2 separate regions of the Mus musculus genome follow, and region 1 is linked to region 2. Evidence: chromatin contacts called from public HiChIP or PLAC-seq data. All regions are on one chromosome and are shown on one strand. The core of a region is the stretch at or near the end of the contact, and the rest is flanking DNA. Distances in the headings are between cores, read along the strand shown. Region 1 has its middle 53 kb from the start of Armc3. Region 2 has its middle 6.6 kb from the start of Gm3363.

What was found. HiChIP or PLAC-seq counts read pairs in DNA pulled down with a chosen protein or histone mark.
Region 1: a contact with region 2 is called in an H3K4me3 HiChIP or PLAC-seq map of bone marrow-derived macrophages, with 5 times the contacts expected there. The contact joins two enhancer-like sites. A contact is called at or near these places in 2 of 484 Hi-C or Micro-C datasets (Sertoli cells and uterus) and 4 of 115 datasets of contacts at active chromatin or transcription factors (bone marrow-derived macrophages, large pre-B cells and stem cell-derived neural progenitor cells).

Annotation. Positions count from the first base shown.
Region 1 is chr2:19,144,270-19,148,137 of GRCm38.p6, reverse strand. No RefSeq gene overlaps it. Among named protein-coding and RNA genes, the nearest start is that of Armc3, 53 kb to the left of the region's middle. Within about 2 kb of position 1,582, at least 100 of the 459 cell types and tissues checked have an H3K27ac peak or open chromatin away from gene starts, as enhancers often do. A contact at or near this core is called in Sertoli cells, bone marrow-derived macrophages and stem cell-derived neural progenitor cells, where this site is marked.
Region 2 is chr2:18,765,332-18,769,642 of GRCm38.p6, reverse strand. No RefSeq gene overlaps it. Among named protein-coding and RNA genes, the nearest start is that of Gm3363, 6.6 kb to the right of the region's middle. Within about 2 kb of position 2,517, at least 399 of the 459 cell types and tissues checked have an H3K27ac peak or open chromatin away from gene starts, as enhancers often do. A contact at or near this core is called in Sertoli cells, bone marrow-derived macrophages and stem cell-derived neural progenitor cells, where this site is marked.

The sequences.
Region 1 (3,868 bases), core at 333-2,832, 380 kb before region 2:
AAGCTGCCACTGTTAACCTGTGAACTGAACTGCTGATTTCCAGACAACTTAGATGGGAGTTGCTCCAAAGAATCCTTCTAAACAGATCCACTTTCTCCATATCCTTTCTTTCCCACTACCTTTGGTGAGTAGTGGGCCATAAGGGAGGTTAAAGTGTTTAAGGACCATCATTGAAAATAGGATTTGAAAAAATTAGAATTACACACCTGGGTCCCTCCCTTCCTCTGTCTCCTGTGATTATTTTGTTCCATCTTCTAAGTGGGATTAAAGTATCCTCACTTGAGCCTTCCTTCTTGTTAAACTTCTTATGGTCTGTGGGTTGTATCATAGGTACTTTTGGCTAATATGTCTGGCCTCAGTGGGAAAGAATTCACCTAATCCTGTAGAGATTTGATGCCCCAGGGAAGAGGGATATAGGGGTGGGGTGGGTGGAGGAGAAGGGAAAAAGGGATTCTGTGAAGAACTCTGGGAAGGGGGACCAGGAAAGGGGACAACATTTGGGATGTAAATAATAAAACAATTAAAAATTTAAAAATTAACGAATTAAGTGAATAAATAGTCATATGATCTTTTAGGGTTTGCAGGGATCTGTTCCATGGGTGGCACAAAATCCTAACACTACTACTGATGCTATGTTGTACTTACAGACAGGAGCCTAGCACTGCTGTCCTCTGAGGGGCTCTACCAGCAGCTGACTTAGACAGATGCAGATACTCACAGTCAAGCATTGGACTGAGGTCTTTGACCCCTATGGAAGAGTTAAGGGAAGGACTAAAGGAACTGAAGGAATAGCAATCCTACAGAAAGACCAACAGTGTCAACTAACCTGGACTCCTAGGAGCTCCCAGAGACTGAGCCACCAACCAAAAAGCATAGAGGGACAGGTCTGAGGCCCCAGGCACATATGTAACAGATTGCCTTGTCTGGCCTCAGTCAGGGATAGGGGAAAGAACTCTGTGAGGGGGAACTAGGAGGGGGCAACATTTTGGATCTAAATAAATAAAATAATTAATAGAAAAAAATCAGGCCCATCAGTCCATCCTCAGGATCATAGTGTTAGCCTTATCTTGCCTCCTCTTTCCCTGTCTCTCAGCAGAACTCAGAGCTTAGCAACATTACCTAGAGACCCTTGATAACACTTAAGGTCCCCTTGCTCTGCATGCCTTTTGGTTTCTCTTTTCTGGAAAAAAAAAAACCTCACCCGTGATGGAGTCAACTGTATGCCTCCTAACAGTCTATAGTCCCCAAAGAAAGGCACACAGCAATGCAGACTTGTCTCACCATGGGAGTATAAATCCTAGCATATGTGTTCATATCACATATCCGCTAATGTAACGGTTCTCTTAGCTCAAGGAATTATATATAGTCTGTGATATGCTTGCTATCATATAAACCTTAAGTGTCCCCTGAACGTGTGCGTGAAATCCTGGCCTCCAGAAGGCACTGCTAGGAGGTGGCAGTGGAGGTGGAGGCTTCAAGAGACGGGATAGAATTTCTGTCCACAGAGCAGTGCTCCAGACGGGCATTGTGTAGCCGCAGCCACTTCCATCTTCCCCCCTCCCTAGCCAGGAAGCAAATGGTTTTGCTTCACCATGCTCTCCTGCATCAACGTGCTGGCTCACCACAGCCCCTGAAACAATTAGGTCCGTGAGTTATGGACTGGCTGGAACCTACAAAACTGAGGAAGCTAGTCTATTCTTATCTGTTGGCCAGCTCAGATGTTTGTTATTGTAACAGAACAGTGACTTACACAGTGATGAAACTGCCTCGAGGTGGCTTCTCAGATACATCCCCATCACTGAGAGATGTGTAGCAATTTTGTTTCTGGATTCTCCAACATTACATTTTATTCCACCACTGTGCAATTCAAATTAAAAGGATATTCGGGTTTTCAGTTTGGTTTCAGTTTCTCTTGTTTTTCTGTCCACTCTTGTTGATTTACATTTAAATTTTTTTTCTCCCTAATTTCCAGACTTTGATGCAAAGGCCACTGGTGGCTGGAGCTTAGCCAGGTCGCTGTCATACCATTACAGTGGCTGCATTGTCTAGGGCAGCTCTTGCTGCTGTCAGAGCCCTACAGTCCCCTGTCCCAGCTCCAGTACAGAGTGTCCCTGTTGCTGTTTGTCTGAGCCATTGTTTCTCTGATTCTAAATTTGGCTTTACAATCTAAGTTCTATCCCAGTTTAAGCTCACACCTGTCCAAACTGACTAAGAAGGTTTGTCACTACTGTGCAAGCTGACCTATGCTTTGCTCCCTGCATGGGGGGGGGGGGGGGCCACACCCTCCTGTTTCTGTTCTCCAAGACAGAAAGAGATGCTCTTTGGGGGTACTCCGATGCACACCTAAGCAAGCTTGCAGGCTAGCTTGGCCTTACTCTTCTTTCTCATATTGTGCTCACACTAACTTCCTTTTCTTCTTCCTTGTAGCCCCAGCCTCCCTGAACTTTAACCCTGCAGACAACAGTAGTGGCGGCAGTGGCAGCAGCAGCTCCCTTCCAGTGGTTTCTGTGGGGAGCCCCTCTAAGATCTCCTTCTCTGCAAAGTCATAACTGAATCTGTCACATCCTCTTCCTTCTCCCACTCCACCAGTCCCCAGCCAGCACCTAACATACTGTCATAGCCCTTCACTTCCCCATTTTGGGAAATCTTTACTCTGAAATTCTTAGCCCCAGTTCAGGTCCCCATCCTGACTTTCAGACCACGTACACCTGATCCCTAGCAGAGGATGGGCCCTCTGGTGAGTTTTCAACTTGAGGATGGTGATAAAATGTACCCCAGCTGCCACTCTGTTCTTGCTCTTATTGAGGCCATCCATCAAGGGTTTACAGAAGGTTGTCAACACTTTATCATGAAGTAGCCTTTGTAGTAGATGATGTTTTCCAAGTGTGGCTGACTGTTGTAAGTTCTCTGAGCACATTCGATCTGAGCCAGGCTAAGATTTGGAATTACAGAAATTTTCATCATAAGGTACTTTTTTGTACTTATGATGGATTTGTTAGAACAAAAGTTCAGGCTATCTTTAATCAACACCCACTTGCAGAGTTAACCATTCACTGCTTTTGTTGCGCATGAAGGTGGACCAAGCAGAATGGGTTTCTGATTTCATAGGAATTTGGCAGGAAACTGCTTCTGAGGCAGAATCCTGCCGTGGGTTCAAGCCCTACTAACCCCGATCAGTTTGATGGAGTACCAGACCCAAGGATGCTTTCACTGCCAAGGGAAGACTGCCATCACCATCCTTCTGTGTGATGACATCTATCAGAAGTGGCAAATGACATTCCTGTCACACCAGCAGCTCAGCCAGGATATTAGTATGTGTGGTACATTCAGTACATTGCTCTTCTGAGATTTAGAAAGATAGAGGCAAAATCTTATGACTTTGGAGAAAAAAATCTTCATAGATTTCCACAAGGAAATCGCTACCTGAAAATCTAATAGAAATGTTCAGGTTCTAATATACAAATCCATTTGGTATTTAATGTTGTTTTATGAATGTACCCTTAAAGTCAGGCTCTATAATTAAATAAATGAGTGCAATCTAAGTATTAATTATGCAATGCCTATTTGCTTTGCCAAAGAAATATGATCCCCAGAAGGCTTTGGTTTTGTATTTAATTTAATTAGTGAATTTAATGCTTGTCCTCTAAATTGCTCTTCTTGTACTTTTGCTAAAGGAAGGTGGCTAGCTTGTCAGAAGGAATCACTCACGAATTGGCTAATTAATTGCTTTAATCCTTATATGATGAGATTCACATGGAGATAGAAGAGGACATTCTAAGGACAGACCAAAAAAAAAAAAAAAAGAAAAAAAAAAAAAGCCCTAATGTGAAGATCTTTTCCATACAAGGATTCTTCATGTAAAAGGATC
Region 2 (4,311 bases), core at 1,268-3,767:
GAAGAGAGCATCAGATCCCATTACAGATGGTTGTGAGCCACCATGTGGTTGCTGAGAATTGAACCCAGGACCTCTGGAAGAGCAGTCATTACTCTTAACTGATGAGCCATCCCTCCATCACATTTTATTTCATAAATTTATATTCTGAATGAATTGAGAGACAGGAAATAGGAAAGGGGAAAAAAAACCTAGTGAAGAGGCCCAGCTAGTCAAGAAGGCAGATGGCAAATTAATGATTAAAATAGAGAAAAAGCACAGTGATAATGCAATGCTGTTGGAGAGCAGGGAGACCTTTGTTTGCTCCCTGCTGTACCTGTGGCACCAGTGACAGTCCCTGACACTACTGGATGTTCACTGGTTACATAGTTCACTGGTTAGATACACTTGAAAGCGTGACCTCAAAAGATGTCTCTAGTGTTCCATATTAGGGTGCCATAATTACTGGAATGATCGTAACATTAATACATGAAATCTTAAATTTACTTCTTATGGAGAGATGGTCTGATAGGAATTACAAGCCTGTCCAGCCAAGCTGCAGACTTTGCCTAACCAAAACTTCCAAAGAAATACAAATTGATACAGGAGAATTCCTTGTGGGTAGCTGGCTTGTCTGAGATGGGGGGAGGGGATCCCACTTAAGTACTTCATATCATTTTTCTCTAAACTAGGGAGGTTCGCCCAGTTTCCAACCCTCCAGGTGTGTCTTTAAGAGTGTATAATGTTGTCTAGGTACTCTTCAAAGACTCACAGTGGCTGGCCATGAACACTCCTGGCAGTGCCACAGACTGGAGGGAACTCTGTAACTGCACATCAGTGAAGAACAGTGTGGGCTTCCATTTTCCTTGTGCACGTTAGGTGAGTTCACATCAGAGTCCCTAGACTGAGAAGAAGAAGAGAGGAAAGAGATCTTTTTCTTCCTTATGAGTTCTTGAGTCAAAAAGTAAAAGCGAGTTAAGAACCATTTTCCTTGTGTCCTGTGGTATGTTTATCCTCAACTCACAGGACCTTTAAGTAATGCTTTTTTTTTTTTAACTTGCTGATTCAGTAAATATCTGCAATGCTGTATATATTGCCAAATAACATACTAGGCTCCAGGGAAAAAAAGTGAACTCCTGTGTTTTTTTGTTGTTGTTGTTGTTGTTTTGTTTTTTTTTTTTTTAGTAGGTTTACAGGAAGGAGAGAAACCAATAAGCAAATACATAAACTGTATGCAAAAGGTTTAAAATGTCATGACTGTGGGAGGTAATTGGCGAAAAGTAGTTCTAAAGCCAGCCTTGAGCTCACATTCCGCCTTGCTGGTATTATTTATTTGCTATTACTTATTTGTTTTCTCATTCCTGACAGGTTGTATGAACAAATAGATGATGACTTCTTAGACTTCAGTTTCTTCCCACGTTTGCTTTGGATAGTCTTAAATCATAGGACCCCTAACCCTAATTCTAACACAGGTCAATTCCCTCCCCTAGGCCCCGAGGTCACATTGCTTCTGCCAAGGGTTGCACACCATCCCGAGGAGGCCTCATATTCTTTTTTCTCTTCTCTTCTCTTCTCTTCTCTTCTCTTCTCTTCTCTTCTCTTCTCTTCTCTTCTCTTCTCTTCTCTTCTCTTCTCTTCTCTTCTCTTCTCCTCTCCTCTCCTCTCCTCTCCTCTCCTCTCCTCTCCTCTCCTCTCCTCTCCTCTCCTCTCCTCTCCTCTCCTCTCCTCTTCTCCTCCTCTCCTCTCCTCTCCCCCTCCCCTCTCCTCCTCTCCTCTCCTTCTCCCCATCCCCTCTCCTCCTCTCCCCTCCCCTCCCCTCCCCTCCCCTCCTCTCCCCTCCCCTCCCCTCTCCTCCTCTCCCCTCCTCTCCTCTCTTCTTTTTCCTTTCCTTTCCTTTCCTTTCTTTTCCTCCTTTTCTTTTCTTTTCTTTTCTTTTCTTTTCTTTTCTTTCTTTCTTCCTTCCCTCCCTCCCTCCTTTCCTTCCCTTCCTTCCTTCCCTCCTTCCTTCCTTTCTTTCCTTTCTCCTAACACAAGATGATGGTGCAAAGAGCCAGAAAACTAGCTTCTGTACGCAATTTTGAGCACAAGAAAACAATAAAACCCAAAGATCAAAACCCTAAAGGGGACAACGGCCAGTGGCTCAAAGCTAAAGGAGAAGGTGGTGCACAATCCAAATCCACGCCCCAGCCTTTGCCCTCCTTCCGCCCCAGGAAGGCCGACAGACAAAGCCACCCGGTGAGTCCATGAGTAGGGGAACAATGCCCTGGCGCTCAGCACAAAACGAAAGTCCGCTGCGGGGCCCGAGGGGATGGCAGGCCGGGGCGCCTTGGGCCCACGCGTCCCGACCCCAACTCCCGACGCCATTCAAGCAGACACCGCGCAGAACAAGGTCAGCTCTGTGCAGCGCGCGGCGGCAGCGCGGCCACCCCTGCTCCCGGGAAGCCCAGCGACGACATCGGGAAAGGCGCCCACGGAGAGCTTACGAGCCCCACGATCCCCGAGCCAAGCGCCCAGCCGGGAAGTAGAGCCGTCCGCGCGCGGAGGGAAACGCCGGGTGTAGTGCGGTTTGTCCTTGCTCTTATAAGCATGCTGCTCCCGGAACCGCTGCCTTAGACCGAGTTCGGGTTATTTTCTGGCCAGGATTCTACCTTCTGTGAGCCTGAGGATCCGTCATCTGCGCACTCCAGTGGCCCAGCGGCCGCCCAGCTCCAGCTTCGGGGACGTTCTGGGCCTGGATTGCATCCGAGGGTGATTGCGCCCACTTCCAGGGAGCAGGTTTTACCAGTGTCTGTTCTGGTCAGTGGAGTGCTGTTCTGGTCAGGATGGTGAGGAGTAATGAGGATAATGCAGGTAACACTGTCTAAAAGCACATCACACCCTCAAGAAGGAACCTAGCATTAACTCAGTGTTAATACAGGTAACAACTCACAAGGATCTGAAAACATAACATGAGGAAAATCGCAGAAAAGATCACGACCAACTAGAGTCCATGTTTAAAAGCTGTAAACAAAGCCTTTGCCTGGCCAGAAAACGAAAGTAGTACACTGCAGGCTGGACAATAACTTTATAGCTCAAAAGCAGTGGTGATTACATCACAGTTGCCACAATTCACAGAAGTGTAATCTAAAGGTATATAAAGTTTATTCTGCTCAAACTGTAAGTAAAATAATGTCCTCAAAAGTTGGCCGAAGTAGGGTGTCTGTTTTGGGGGAGAAGCTGCTGCTAGGGGGTAGGTGACTGAGAGACAAGCTGATAGGAAAAAAATATTTACTGCTTAGGAAATTTACATGAGCCTTAAAAGCATCCTTCTCAGAACTAAGTCCTCTAAGAGTAGATTCACTCCAACAATAGAAAGAAAATATCCTAAAGAACAATATGGCAATGTTGTTGCCTAAAGAACACCCAGAGCAATTGATGTACTTCTCCAGATTTACTTAGCCCCACCAACCTCACCACCACCTCTGCTTCGTGGTGTCCAGGGCTGGCCTTTCTGCGGAGGGTTCCACTCCTGTTCCCTCCCTGACAGATAACCCCCAACAAATGAGGGTAAAGATTCAACCCTGCTTCCTTATAGGGGCCCTGATGGTGGAATGTTCTGCCTCTATCTGCCCAAGGTCCCAGCGCAAGGTGAGTTAGAACAGTATGAGACAAACCTTCACAGAGGCAGAAAACAAACACTACCCGGCATATCAGTCTCTACCACGGACACTCCCAAGGCTTGAGCTTTGCCTGAAAGCTGCAGAACGAACAGTCAGCTACACTTTCTCATACGTGTTCACTAACGTGCTACTTTGTATCTGTTTTCCTTTCTGTTTAGGAACAGTCAGCTGTACTTTCTCATAAGTGTTCACTAACGTGCTACTTTGTATTTGTTTTCCTTTCTGTTTAGGAACAGTCAGCAGTACTTTCTCACAAGTGTTCACTAACGTGCTACTTTGTATCTGTTTTCCTTTCTGTTTCTCCTTGCTCTTGATGCCCTGGGATTCCATCTTCTCATCAAATCTTAACACTTAAAATTGCCCTCAAGGTTAGCTTTTCTTTGGCAGTGTTTGGGTGTTACGTATACTTTCCTAAAGATTTCACAACCATGACAAACTTTTTTTTTTCTCTCTCTGTTTTGGCTCTGGATTACTGTCTCATTAAAGTGCTAGTTTAGAAGGCAATCGGTTGAGAATCATTGCCAAATATTTGGGCTTGGGAGAGAGATAAAAGTTTGGGCTTCTATTTATTTGGTTTCAATTGGTGTTTCCTCATACAAGCTAATTCCTAGATCATAGGCTCTTACATGCTTTCAACATTTGGAAGTATGAAAAGTTGAGATGCATGTTTGTGTAA